Regions from separate parts of the Rattus norvegicus genome. Here region 1 is linked to region 2. The links are chromatin contacts, called in public Hi-C maps. All regions are on one chromosome and are shown on one strand. Each heading gives the region's core, a stretch centred on a gene start, on an enhancer-like site or on the middle of the called end of the contact. The rest is flanking DNA. Distances are from core to core; before and after follow the strand shown. Region 1 overlaps LOC120097420 (a long non-coding RNA gene). Region 2 has its middle 58 kb from the start of Acsl1.

Region 1 (6,368 bases), core at 1,575-4,074, 120 kb before region 2:
TCTTCTGTTCCCTGCCTGCGTTTCTCATGACTCGCTCTCCACATGACTGTCTCTCCACTTGGGTATGCTTGAGGGAGCTCAGCCACACACACCAAGCCATTCAGGGCTGGTCCTGGCACCCTCCTCCCTCTGCTGGTGATAATTCAGTGCTGACATCCATTCACGTCTCAGGGAACTGGCGTTCTACATGCAAATGTCCAGCGGGGATCCAGGCATAAACGAGCAGCTTCCTTTTCTCAGTTTCTGAGCACCGCTCACTCATGGTATTTAAAAAATATGCTTTTTTTTTTTAAATGGGGCTGGAGAGATGGCTCAGTGGTTAAGAGCACTGACTGCTCTTCCAGAGGTCCTGAGTTCAATTCCCAGCAACCACAAGGTGGCTCACAACCATCTGTAAAGAGATCTGATGCCCTCTTCTGGTGTGTCTAAGACAGTGACAGTGTACTCATAGATAATAAATAAATCTGTAACGGAACCAAGGGCTTTGTACATACATTCTAGGCATGTGCTCTCTGAGTGAGTTATATTCCCGGCCTATTTCTTTGAGAAACAGCCTTGCTATATAACTAATTCTGGCCTTGAAGTCAAAATGCCTTGCCTTTACTTCCTAAATACTAGAATTCTAAGTGTCTGCTACCAGCCCTATGTTACATAGCTTCACCACTTCCCATCAATGAATGCCCCTGCCTTGGTCCCGTTGCTCAAGCTCCCTTCAGATGCAATGGAGCAGCAGGCTTGTCTCAAACCTGACATCCACTTTCTTACTTTGTGTCAGCCTCCCGAAAGGGTCCAAATGAGGCTGAGTGTCAGATAGCATCGCTTTCCTCCCTAGAGCTTGGTGGCGCCCCACTGGTGTACAAACAACACCGAATATGCCCGAGGTGCTTTCTGGAGACCCTGGCTGGGCAGCCTGGACTTGAGGACATCCTCCTGTCAGCCTCTCCAGTTATCTCTCCAGTCATACTTCCTTTCCCATCTAGGTTCTGCTCTGACGCCTTCTAGAGACCGTGGATAGGCCGCTGCTCTTCACTCATATCCCTGTCAGTTCTGAGAGTCGGCACCATTTCACATGGACAGCCAAGCCTCTGACAGCACCAGGTACATCCAGTCCTCCTCTTCAACTGGTTTTTATTTTAGTTTTTCATTCATTCATTCATTCATTCATTCATTCATTCATTGTTTCTCTTTACATCCCAATCGCAGTCTCCTTCTCCTCCCAGTCTCCCCTCACACCCCTCCTTTCCCTACCCCTCCCTTTCACCTCTGAGAAGGGGGAGGTCCCCCCACCCTGTGACCTCAAATCACTGCAGCACTAGACATGTCCTCTCCCTCTGAGGCCAGACAAGGCAGACCAGTTAGGGGAATGGGGTCCACAGGCAGGCAACAGAGTCAGGGACAGCCCCTGCTCCAGTTGTTGGGGGACCAAGCTGTACATCTGCCACATCTGGGGGTAGCTAGGTCCAGCCCTTGTATGCGTTTTGGTCAGAGGTTCAGTTTCTGGGAACCCCCAAGGGCCCAGGTTAGTTGACGGATGTTCCTCTGTGGAGTCCCGATCCCTTCCAGTTCCTCCATGACAGTTACTGAGAATCCCTGGCCGTCCCACACTCGTCGGTAGTTTTTCCTCTTTTGCTGTTGTGAACATGGCTTCCTGTCGGGTTCCCACCTCCCCCAGCCCTCAGTCTCTCACCTCCTCCTACACATCTCAGACACGTCTGCCTCTAAGGAGAAAAGTCTCCTCCTGTCCTGAATATTTCTTAATTCTATATGCTCTCGACAACTGGTTTGTTCTTCAAAAATGGACTCCAAAGCTCTGGGTCCTGTTGCCCATTCTGGAGACAAGGCAGGAGAGAAGCTGGTACCAGGAATCTACACTTCCTGGCCCGGCTCTTTCTCCTCAGCTTCGGGGATGTTACCTGGCCAGTGCCAACTCTGGGCTGCTTCCTTTTCTGGTCTTGGTTTCAGATTTCTAATTGTGACATTGAATTACAAGAAAGGAAATAAGGAAGGACCGTCTTGTGCGAAGGTGTCTCTGTCTTCAATTGTCAGCTTTCCGTGAAAATGTTTTCATATGAAATCTTCATGTCCTTCCTAACCCCGATCTGGTAGTGCCAGAAAACGGGCTGGGTCTTTTTTCTACCCAGTTCTCTATTTATTCTCATCCTTGACCCTGGCTTTCCACCAGAAATCAGAGCCCTCTACAGACCTTTCCACCCAAGTTCACGACAGCCTTCCCCTTTTTAGCTCTGGCAGTCAGTGAAAAATTTCCCACCCCCAAATTGACACATTCAAGGAGAAGAAGGTCTTCTCACCCTCGAGTTTATTTGTGTAATGAACCTTGAAGAACATTATAGTAAATACGTGTGTTTTCCAGGATGCCACAGAATTTCATTGGAAAACAATGAAACTAGATTAACCTGAGACCCCCCCCCCTTAGAAAATAAGGACTATAGGATTAGACCACAAGCAGACTAGTAAAGGGGATGGGGTTGTGGTACACCTGATTTTAGCCAGACTTTCCCAAGCTAAATCCAGATAAAACTGCTTCTGTATTAGTAAGTTGGGTGAGTGTGTATAATCTATCATTCAAAAAGTTTTTTTTTAAAGTCTTATGCGTTTGTTTGCGTGCTCGCATGGGCGCACCTGCCGTTGTGCGAGCTGCGTAGACACATCGATGTGGTCAGAGGACAATCTTGGGTGTCAGTTCTTGCTTGTTACCTCCTTTGAAATGAAGTCTTCATGCTCCCTGCTTCGTAGGCTAAGCCGAGAGGCCCATGAACGTCTTCATGCCTTTGCCTTCCGTCTCCCGGTAGGGGGCGCTAAGATCACAGACGTGGGCAGCTGCCTCAAGCTATGTATGGGTTCTGAGGAAGAAATCTCGCGTCCATATTTGTGCCGTTGTAAGTACTTCACCCACGGAACTACCTCCTGGCCCCTAAATATAGTTTTAAAGTACATTCGAAAAGAAAGACTAAGGAGGTAGAGGAGAACTGATTGAAGTAACTTTCACTGACTGAGCTGTCTGGGAAGTGCCAGCCACGGCTGCTACAGGTTGCACTGCATCCTATCTGCATCATGTCCCGTCCCAGGCTTACTTTCAACTAGAGCTGCGACAGATGTAATTAGTTAAAATGAGGTCCTATTGGAGCAGGGACAGGCCATTAACCCAGCCTGGCTGGTGTCCTTACAGGCAAGGGAGAGAGACGGAGAAGACAACAGAAACAGGATCTGGACCTGGGCAAGGTCAGCCACACAACAAACTCTACAGAAAGTCAGGGTACAAACACCATGGTTCGACTCTCAGCTCCATGTCGTTATAGCCTCCAGAACAAGGAACAGCTGAACCTGTTTTCCATGGCGACCTGTAGTGGCACTGAGAAGCTACAAAGATCAGTGGCTCTCCACCTTCCTGATGTTGCGACCCTTTAATACATGTTCCTCATGTCCTGGTGACCCCCAACCACAAAATTGTTTTTGCTGTTACTTCATTACTGTAGTTTTGCTACTGTGATGAACCATAATGTAAATATGATTCTGTGTTTTCTGATGGTCTTAGGGAAACCCTGTGGGGGGGCGACCCACAGGTTGAGAACCTCGGACATAGATGGCCTGCTTGTGGAACACAGGCTCATTTGGGTTTTTTAAACTGTCATGGACCTGCGTCAGTAATCATTAGTACAACAGCTGTTGGGATATCATGGCTGGTTCATACTAAGTTTACTGTTGGTTGCCAGCAGCTCTCCTACATAATCAGGTCTCTTGTGCTTACAAGGATATGAAAGGTTTTCGGGAAATTTAGTGAAAACCGTTTGGTCAGTGTTTCATCTGTAAACGCGCCACTTGCCTAATGATTGATTCATTGAATTTAGCGCGCTTTGTAGTTGACTAAATTTACCACTCATATTGAACAGGACGCCTTTTGCTGCAAGCAGAATTTTCCGGCAAGGCTTCATTCACTGAGATTCAGCTTTGTCTCACAATATTTATTATGTTAGCCTTAATTTATTTCTACTTTTTTTTTCTTTTCTTTTTTTCGGGGCTGGGGATCGAACCCAGGACCTTGCGCTTCCTAGGCAAGCGCTCTACCACTGAGCTAAATCCCCAACCCCCCTCTACTTTTTATTTTATTTCATTTTTTGGTTTTTCCAGACCCAGGTTTCTCTGTATCACAGCTCTGGCTATCCTGGAACTCACAGAGATCTGCCGGCCTCTCCCTTCTAACTATTGGGATTAAAAGCATGCACTACCACTCCTGGCTTAGCTTCAGCTTTGTTTAAAAGCTATCAGGCTAGAAGTAGTATAGTTCCCTTATGGATGAATATATTTAGGAACCAATAAGTCACATTTATCACCAGAAACTCTACCTCAGAATTTTAAATGAAAAAAAAAATTTCTGTTAGCATACTACTTTAGTTTGGATAACTTTCTGTGGAACTATCTTTCTTCTCAGTCCCCACTGGTAATTTCTAATGGCTAAACTAAAACCTAAATTTGTGTATAATATAAAGTTTTCCCATCACTTCTAGTTTAATTCTTACTTTATTCTTATTCTGCACATTAAAAATATCTCTGATTTTAAATGATGTCTGTGTGTGTGGGCTATGTGTACATGTGAGTAGACGAGCCTGTGGAGTCCAGAAGAGGGGGGGGGTCACTTCTCCTGGGGCTGGAGGCACAGGTGGTTGTCAGTCCCCAGACATGGATGCTAAGAACTGAACTAGAGTCCTTCAAAAACAGTGTGGGCCCTCACCATTAAAAATACTCCTATGGCCCTCTGTGTTTTACGTACACTTTAATTATTTTGACTCTATAGTCACAATTATTTTGCTATTATGATACAGTACACTGAATTTTAGAAAATATTCATATTGTCTTCTATAATAACATTGTGAGGGCTTAAGCCCCTCGAAAGCACTCACCCGTTCACACTTAATATTTCTGCCAACCACCAGCACACCCACCCACATATTCTTCTATTCCTAGGGCTGTTTGTTAGAACCGAGATGTATTTATATGGATTTCTCACAGACTGGAGTAGTTCATCAAGTTACCCAGGCACCAATCCCTTCAGCACTCCCATGGTTATATTCAGTAATAGAGTCATCATTTGAAAATGGCCGTTGTATGTCTCACCCACTGTGCAGCCTGCTCATCAAATGTCAGTGTCTTCTGTTCACACGTGAGACTCTGAGGACCTTGCTCTTTTGCATAAAACGTAAGCAAGACTTTCATTGGATGAACTATCTAATAAATTGGCGAATTATGCAAGTCAACAGGGCATGGGTTAAGTTGAAGACAAATGGAAGAAAGATGCTGGGTCTATGACTTTGTGACCAAATCCACGTAGCCTGACTCACTACATTGTCATCTAACCCATAGCACCTAACTGTCAAATGGGTCACAGTGCCTTGCTGTCAAAAACGAGGACCATAATACCCGAAATCTCCACAATACATCTTGCATCCGCGTGGACTTCCTGGAGGCCAGGGCATCTGATGACAGTGTCTCTGTCTTAGCTGCTCGTTATTTGAAGTTAGAATATTAGGTAACATTCAACTGAGATACAAGAAATCCAAGCTCTATGACACCACTGCTGTATGCAACTCTGTTGTGTGGTGGTCCAAAGCGTGTGCTGGAGAGGAGGGCCAGGCATCAACAGTAGCCTTGGTGGTCCAACCTGAGGCACAGGCTGAGTTGCTCAAGTACTAGATACGTCAACCATGTTAATTAAATCTGATCAAGGGGTTCTAGAACATATGAGAAAGCACACCCTTGAGATTTTGCAATGCTTTAAAAGAACAAGTGTATCAGGTTTCCAGGCAGCCCTCACTCGATTGACTTGACTCTACATTGGCTAAGTTATGCTATTTCCAAAGAAAGGAGTCACTGAGGGCCGTACAGATAGGTGTGGTCTCACACTTTCTACGGACTCCACAGGAGCAACAGATGTTCCTGAGTACAGGACTTGGCTTCCCCAACTCCTTCCAAGTGAAGTGTATCAGAGGACAGTGTTCCAAAGAAGCTTCCGGGCAGTTCCCAACAGCACTGTATGAGCAGGCCCTCCAGTGCACTCACCTGTCTTGGTGGCCCAGCTGTTTCCAAGTGAACAAGGGTGGTCTCGTCTTATGAATATCCATTCTCCACTGTTTCTGTAAAAGAGTGCTGTGAACACCAGGAATAGCTTCAAATGACACAGATTTAGAATTTTAAATCAATTTCACTTATGCCAACTGCAGAGTTGCTGTTCTGTGAAGGCTTCAAAGGAGATTATTTTTCAGATATTTATATTCTTAGGGTAATCCTTGCACCTTTCTCCAAAGCACATCTCTGTCACCACCACCATCACCACCACCACCACCACCACCACCACC
Region 2 (6,573 bases), core at 2,190-4,689:
TCTCATTACATAGACTAAGCTGGTCTTGAGCTCACTGAGATTCCCCTGCCTCTGCTCCCCCCCCCCCCCGAGCTGGGGACCGAACCCAGGGCCTTGCGCTTCCTAGGCAAGCGCTCTACCACTGAGCTAAATCCCCAACCCCCTCTGCCTCTGCTTCTTGAGTGTGGGAATTAAAGGTGTGTGCCAGCATTTCAGCCTCATGAGTTTTTAAAGGCAGACATTGATTGAGCAGAAAATACTAACTAGAGCTGTAAATGTCTGAAAAATGCAAGAGGGAAAAAATAGCATAATGTTTAACAAGATGAATCTTGGATTCAGATTACACGAATGCTACAGCTAGCGGGCAGTAACAGTACTTGACTGTAATCAAGTTGAAAATAGAAATGGCCAAAAAGAAAGAGGAACACTCCTCCATTGTTGGTGGGATTGCAAACTGGTACAACCACTCTGGAAATCAGTCTGGAGGTTCCTTAGAAAATTGGACATCGAACTACCTGAGGACCCAGCTATACCTCTCCTGGGCATATACCCAAAAGATGCCCCAACATGCAACAAAAACACATGCTCCACTATGTTCATAGCAACCTTATTTATAATAGCCAGAAGCTGGAAAAAACCCAGATGCCCTTCAACAGAGGAATGGATACAGAAAATGTGGTACATCTACACAATGGAGTACTACTCAGCTATCAAAAACAATGACTTTATGAAATTCATAGGCAAATGGAATGAACTAGAAATATCGTTCTGAGTGAAGTAACTCAATCACAGAAAAACACACTTGGTGTGCCCTCACTGATAAGTGGATATTAGCCAAAAAGCTCAAATTACCCAAGATGCAATCCACAGACCACAGGAAGCTCAAGAAGGAGGATGACCAAAATGCGGATGTGCCCACTCCTTCTTAAAAGGGGAAAAAAAAATCCATAGGAGGGAATATGGAAGCAAAGTTTAAATCAGTGACTGAAGGCCATCAGAGCCTGCCCCACATGTGGCCCCATATATATGCAGCCACCAAAACTAGATAAGATGGATGACGGTAGAAAATGCATGGAGAAAGGGACCGGATATAGATGTCTCCTGAGAGACACATCCAGAGCATGTCCAATACAGAGGTCAATGCTAGCAGCAAACCACTGAACTAAGAACAGGACCCTCTTGAAAGGAATTAGAGGAAGAATTGAAAGAGCTGAAGGAACTTGCAAACCCATAAGACCAACAATGCCAACCAACCAGAGCTTCCAGGGACTAAACCACTACCCAAAGACTATATACATGGACTGACCCAGGGCTCCAAATGCATATGTAGCAGAGACTAGCCTTGTTGGTCACCAATGGAAGGGGAAGCCCTTGGTCTTGCCAAGGTTGGACCCCCAGTGTAAGGGAATATAGGGGGCAGTAAAGGGGATGTATGGGGGGAATACCCGTACAGAGGAGGGGGATGGGAGGGGATGTGGGGCTTATGGACAGGAAACCAGGAAGGGGAATAACATTTGAAATGTAAGTAAAGAAATATATCTAATAAAATTTTTTAAAAAAAGAAATGGCCACATAAAGCTATCAAAAACTTGTGCTGTATTTTATAATAATAATAATAATAATAATAATAATAATAATAATAATAGTGAGAGGTTAAAGGGTGTCTCAGTTAAAAATGTGTTCTGATCAGAAGAGTGTTCTACACGGCTTTAATGGTCAGTGGCATGGAGCAGAGACAGGGGGATGCCAGCCTTCATTCAGTAGCTCAACAGGATCTCAATTTTCTGAGCTAAGTCCCTCCTGCTTAGCCTAGGTCATGAGGCGGCTATTGTCATGTGGGTTAGTTTAAAAGCCCAAGGCACAAGAGAGTGGCACCAGTCATGTTTGTTTCCTACATAAGCATTCTTGGCAGACATCTATAGATTAGAACTGTATCATACGGCCACATAGAGCTGCATAGAGAGTCAACATGTGGGCTCTGCCCTGTCCTCATTGGACACTGGCAAAAAAGGGGTTGAGTTTAGTGCCAGAGATTTCCCTCATCTCTTAACCCCACAGAAAACCTGAAGGGTAGGCATCTCTTGTACAAACGGCTGTCAGAGTAACAGAGAGTCTCTAGAAGGTAAGTATATTAACACTGTAATAAGAATGTGCATGACATAGTAAGTTGTGTGTATGTCCAAGAGGCTGAGGCAAACAAATCCTTAAAGGCAAAATGAGAAAGATTACACAGGTTGTTTTGAACCTTCTTTGGTACAAAGGTCAAGTAATAAGGGCTGTGGCAGACGAAGGTTGAAGAGGCAGCTGTCAAACGGTGTTTTATAGAAGTACCTGCTTGATTAGATCTCAGTGATCATTGTGTGATACTATAATCCCGACAAACCTTTTAGGATAGTTGGATATCAGACATATCTACGTGAATCCGCCATCCTTACTCATTATTTTTTGTTAGGAATGAACATAAATGTCTATATATTCACTCTGACTGTTTTCATAGTTCCAACGCTTTATTTATTTGATCTCTGTTCCCTACAATCACCTTACACTACACAGCCTTTAACAACAGCTCAGTTTTGCCTGTTTCCATTTACATCCATATAAATGGAATTGCGTTAGTTATACAGTGCACAGTCCCTTGGCGTGGCCTCTCGGGATCCAGATGGGAAGTGTAGCCTAAGAACGGGATAGAGGTTTTATTGTGAGAACTGAGTTAAAGACCCGATCCAGATCGAAATAGAATTGGGAGGCGACTTGCCGTTGAGACTTGAAATTATAGCTGAACGTTCCAAGTCTCTTCCCACTGGCTGAGATCATCTCAGACCACGAACAATGGCTCATTTTAAAAAGCTGTAGGATTGTCTTTCTATAGAAAAGCATGTAGGCACAAACTAACAAAATCTTGCTTGTCCATCAGGGAACTCGCAAACTCTCTAGGGTGAATCTTAGCATCCGGATCATAGGGGCTTCAGGACTTCCAAGTACAGGACTCTGTCCTATGACTATAGCCAGAAGTCACACTGCCCCAGTCATGGAAGGAGAAGCATAAGCTATGCTAGCCATCTTTTTCTTCTTCTTAGACTTAGTTTAGAAGGGGGAGGAGCAAGAGGACAGAGAAGAGGAAGAGGAGAAGAAACATACACAAAATATAACCAATAATATGAGTTATATTCCTATTACGGTTTAAATCTAAAAATGTCCCTTGAAGGTTCATGCATTAAAGCCCGGGTTGCCAGCTGGGGGCTTTGGAGAGGTCATTGGATCATGAATGTTCCAGGTGAACCCATTGATTTATCTATTGATGACTTCATACTGAATGGACTGTTGGAAGCGGGAGTCTGATCAAGGGGACTAAGTAACCTTTGGATACTTTGGGTGTGCCGCGTCCACAGACCCTTCCTCTGTATCTCTCTGTTCCAAGCTTCTGTGAAGCGAGCCGCTTCCTGGCTCTTTGCCCTTTCCTACGATGCTCTAACTCACCACAGTCCTGCATGCACAGAGTCAGGCGACCGTAAACTGAAATAGTGAGTTAAAGTAAATCCTGCATTCCCAGGTGTTTTGATGCAGTCATGGAAAAGTAACTAAAATAATCCCTTGTGGGATCCTGTCTCCTTAGTAACGGTACCAGGTCCGCGCTCACTCACCGCAAAGGCCAGCCACTCTTTCCCTGTTCGTGCACCCAGAGAAGTTTTCAGACAGTTATTTTATTGGTTTCTTTCTGTTTCCGCCAAGCCATGGCAGAGTTGTTTTCCTAAAATGTCCAGGTCAGACCACTGCCCTACTTATAAACAGTAGATCCTTAGTGCCAACACTATGAAGTACAGACTCCAGGATTTGGCAATGTTCTCCGTCACCTGGGAACTTCTGAAATTCCTCCTCAGTGTTGTAACACAAAACAAAAGAAAGAACTTACGCTGTCAGACCCTGGGATCCAAAGTGCTCTGGAATTTCCTGTCTGTCCTCCCGTTGAGATGGCTCTCATATCCCTTTCTTTCAAATCTTACTGGATCTCCCTTTCCCCACAGCCTCTGACCTGAACCTACTCACTTCAGTCTGGTGGTTTGTGAAACCACGGTTCATGTAACCTTCTGGAACTGCCTGAGGCCATTGCCTTTCTCTCCCAAGCACCTCCAGTAAATCTCATTTGAACTCTGTTCTCTAAATAGCTGTGGCAGAGAACCAAGAGGTCAGACTAGAAATCAAAGGACAGCAGACAGAGTGCTCTCTACCAAGGACAGAATCCTATCTGTGGAGTGAAGCTTATAACTGGAAGACGCTCTTTAAGAAAAAATAGAGTGTATTGCAGCTAGAGAAATGGCTCAGCAGTTCTCTTCGAGAGGACCCAAGTTCAATCCCCAGCAGCCACATAGCAGTTCACAACTCTCTGTTACTCCAGTTCTGGGGGAATCCAACATCCTCATACATGCAGGCAAAACACCAATGCATGTGAAGTAAAATAATGAATATTTTTTTAAAAAAGAAAAATAGTATACAACCACAAATACAACATTAACAATTAAACAATTGACAATTGTTTACAAATGAATTAAAAGCTAGCAGATGTGACAAACTTAATGCAGAAAAAGTAACATAATGTTTGAAACTAAGCATCCACCTAAGGCTCTTTAATTTTATTTTGACTACATGACAATTATTTTATAGCATGTCAGGGAGTGTATAGAACGATGAGTCAGCCTCGTTCCTAGCAAGATGGACTAGTCTTATCAATACCAACTTACTGATAATTAAAGTTGCTTCTTTCAGCTTTATGATTTTTGTGGCTGCTCCCAAGGTATTATGAGACTCCAGCAAGTATCTTGTAAGTCTCCATAGGATTGAGGGCTCCCTTTTTTTTGCATTTTTATTGGATATTTTATGTATTTACATTTCAAATGTTATCCCCTCTCCCAGTCCCCCCAACCCCTCCTCACCCTGCTTCTATGAGGATGCTCCCCCTTCCACCCTACTTCTACCTCCCCATCCTGGATTTCCCCTACACTGGGGCATCGAGCTTTCACAAGACCAAGGGCCTCTCCTCCCTTTGACGCCTAACAAAGCCATCCTCTACTACAGTATGCGACTGGAGCCATGGGTCCCTCCATGTGTACTCTTTGGCTGGTGGTTTAGTCCCTGGAGCTCTGGGGAGTCTGATTGGTTGATATTGCTGTTCTTCCTATAGGGTTGCAGACTCCTTCTGCTCCTTCAGTCCTTTCTCTAACTCCTCCATTGGGGTTCCCGTGCTCAGTCCAATGGTTAGCTACAAGCATCCTCATCTGTATCAATAGGGTTCTGGCAGAGCTTCTCAGGAGTCATCCATATCAGGATCTTGTCAGCAAGCACTTCTTGGCATCAGCCAACAGTGACTGGGTTTGGTGGCTGCATATGGGATGGATCCCCAGGTGGGGCAGTCTCTGGATGGCCTTTCCTTCCTGAAGGCTCCCTTTTGTGGTGGTTAATCTTAATTTTTTGGAGCTGAGTTCCCTCATGAGCTTGCTATCAGCACCCTCACTGTGCCTAGTTTTCTGTTAGATTTGCTGGAGCCTCTGTTCATGACAAATCAAGAAAGCTCTGAGATTATTCTTCCTGTATACTCTTAAGATGTTTTTCTCCTTCACTAATGGGACCATGGACTAAGCCAAAGACTTTCTAATTATTTTTACTTAATGTATAATGTAAATTGAATTTCTGATTTTTGTATAATCTCACTGTATGTGTGTGGTCTGTGTCTAGTGTGTATTTGAGGAGTATATGTATGTAATGTATACGTATGTGTACGTATGTATATTTGCATGGATACAGGTGTGGATTCATGTGCAATGTGCGCATATACACAAGAGGTCAATAACAGCTGTCTTTCTCAATCACTTTCCATGTGACTTTTTGAGACAAGGTCATTCACTGAACATGGAGTTCACCAATCCTGCTAGACTGACTCACCAAAAAGCCCGCAGGATTCTCCTATCTCTGCCTTCTGAGTGCTGGGATTATAGGTATGCAATGTCATATCAGGTTTTTATGTGGATACTAAAGATCTAGCCCATGCACGGGTTTAATTTACTGACTTGTCTCCCTAGCCTTTGACAATTCTTTTCTTGTAATATATACTATCTGGAAAACAATTGAAAGGATTTGTGTTGCAGGCTTCACTTATAATTATATGTACTGTATAATTAACTATATTCCCAGCAAGAGAAAAGCTCTCCCTTGCTTAGGCACTCTCCTCTGCTCACAGAAATCATCACTTTGGAAGTACTTTTGAGCACACAGAAAAAATGTATACCATATGAACATATACCCTTTGCCCCAAACGGACAATTTGAGAAAATTTGCTTAGTTTATTTTTGTTGTGTTCTGTGTGTGATGTGTCTATGCTTGTATCTCTTCCTGTAACATTTGAGACTATATTGTCTGTGCCACTTTATCTAAACATTAGTTTATATTTTCTTTTTTCTTTTTTTTGGTTCTTTTTTTCCGGAGCTGGGGACCGAACCCAGGGCCTTGCGCTTCCTAGGCAAGCGCTCTACCACTGAGCTAAATCCCCAACCCCTAGTTTATATTTTCTAAGAGAGAATTCATAACATAGCATAGCCATTAAAT

What was found. Hi-C and Micro-C count contacts between places; a contact is called where the count stands out from the background.
Region 1: a contact with region 2 is called in a Hi-C map of liver, with 7 times the contacts expected there. The contact joins two enhancer-like sites. A contact is called at or near these places in 3 of 12 Hi-C or Micro-C datasets (kidney and liver).

What each region holds. Positions count from the first base shown.
Region 1 is chr16:52,702,882-52,709,249 of GRCr8, reverse strand. It overlaps LOC120097420 (a long non-coding RNA gene), which reads right to left. Exons shown (of 3, transcript XR_005494792.1): 2 at 6,073-6,146; 3 at 2,301-2,861. Among named protein-coding and RNA genes, the nearest start is that of Helt, 18 kb to the left of the region's middle. Within about 2 kb of position 2,824, at least 5 of the 93 cell types and tissues checked have an H3K27ac peak or open chromatin away from gene starts, as enhancers often do. A contact at or near this core is called in liver, where this site is marked.
Region 2 is chr16:52,587,532-52,594,104 of GRCr8, reverse strand. No RefSeq gene overlaps it. Among named protein-coding and RNA genes, the nearest start is that of Acsl1, 58 kb to the right of the region's middle. Within about 2 kb of position 3,439, at least 12 of the 93 cell types and tissues checked have an H3K27ac peak or open chromatin away from gene starts, as enhancers often do. A contact at or near this core is called in liver, where this site is marked.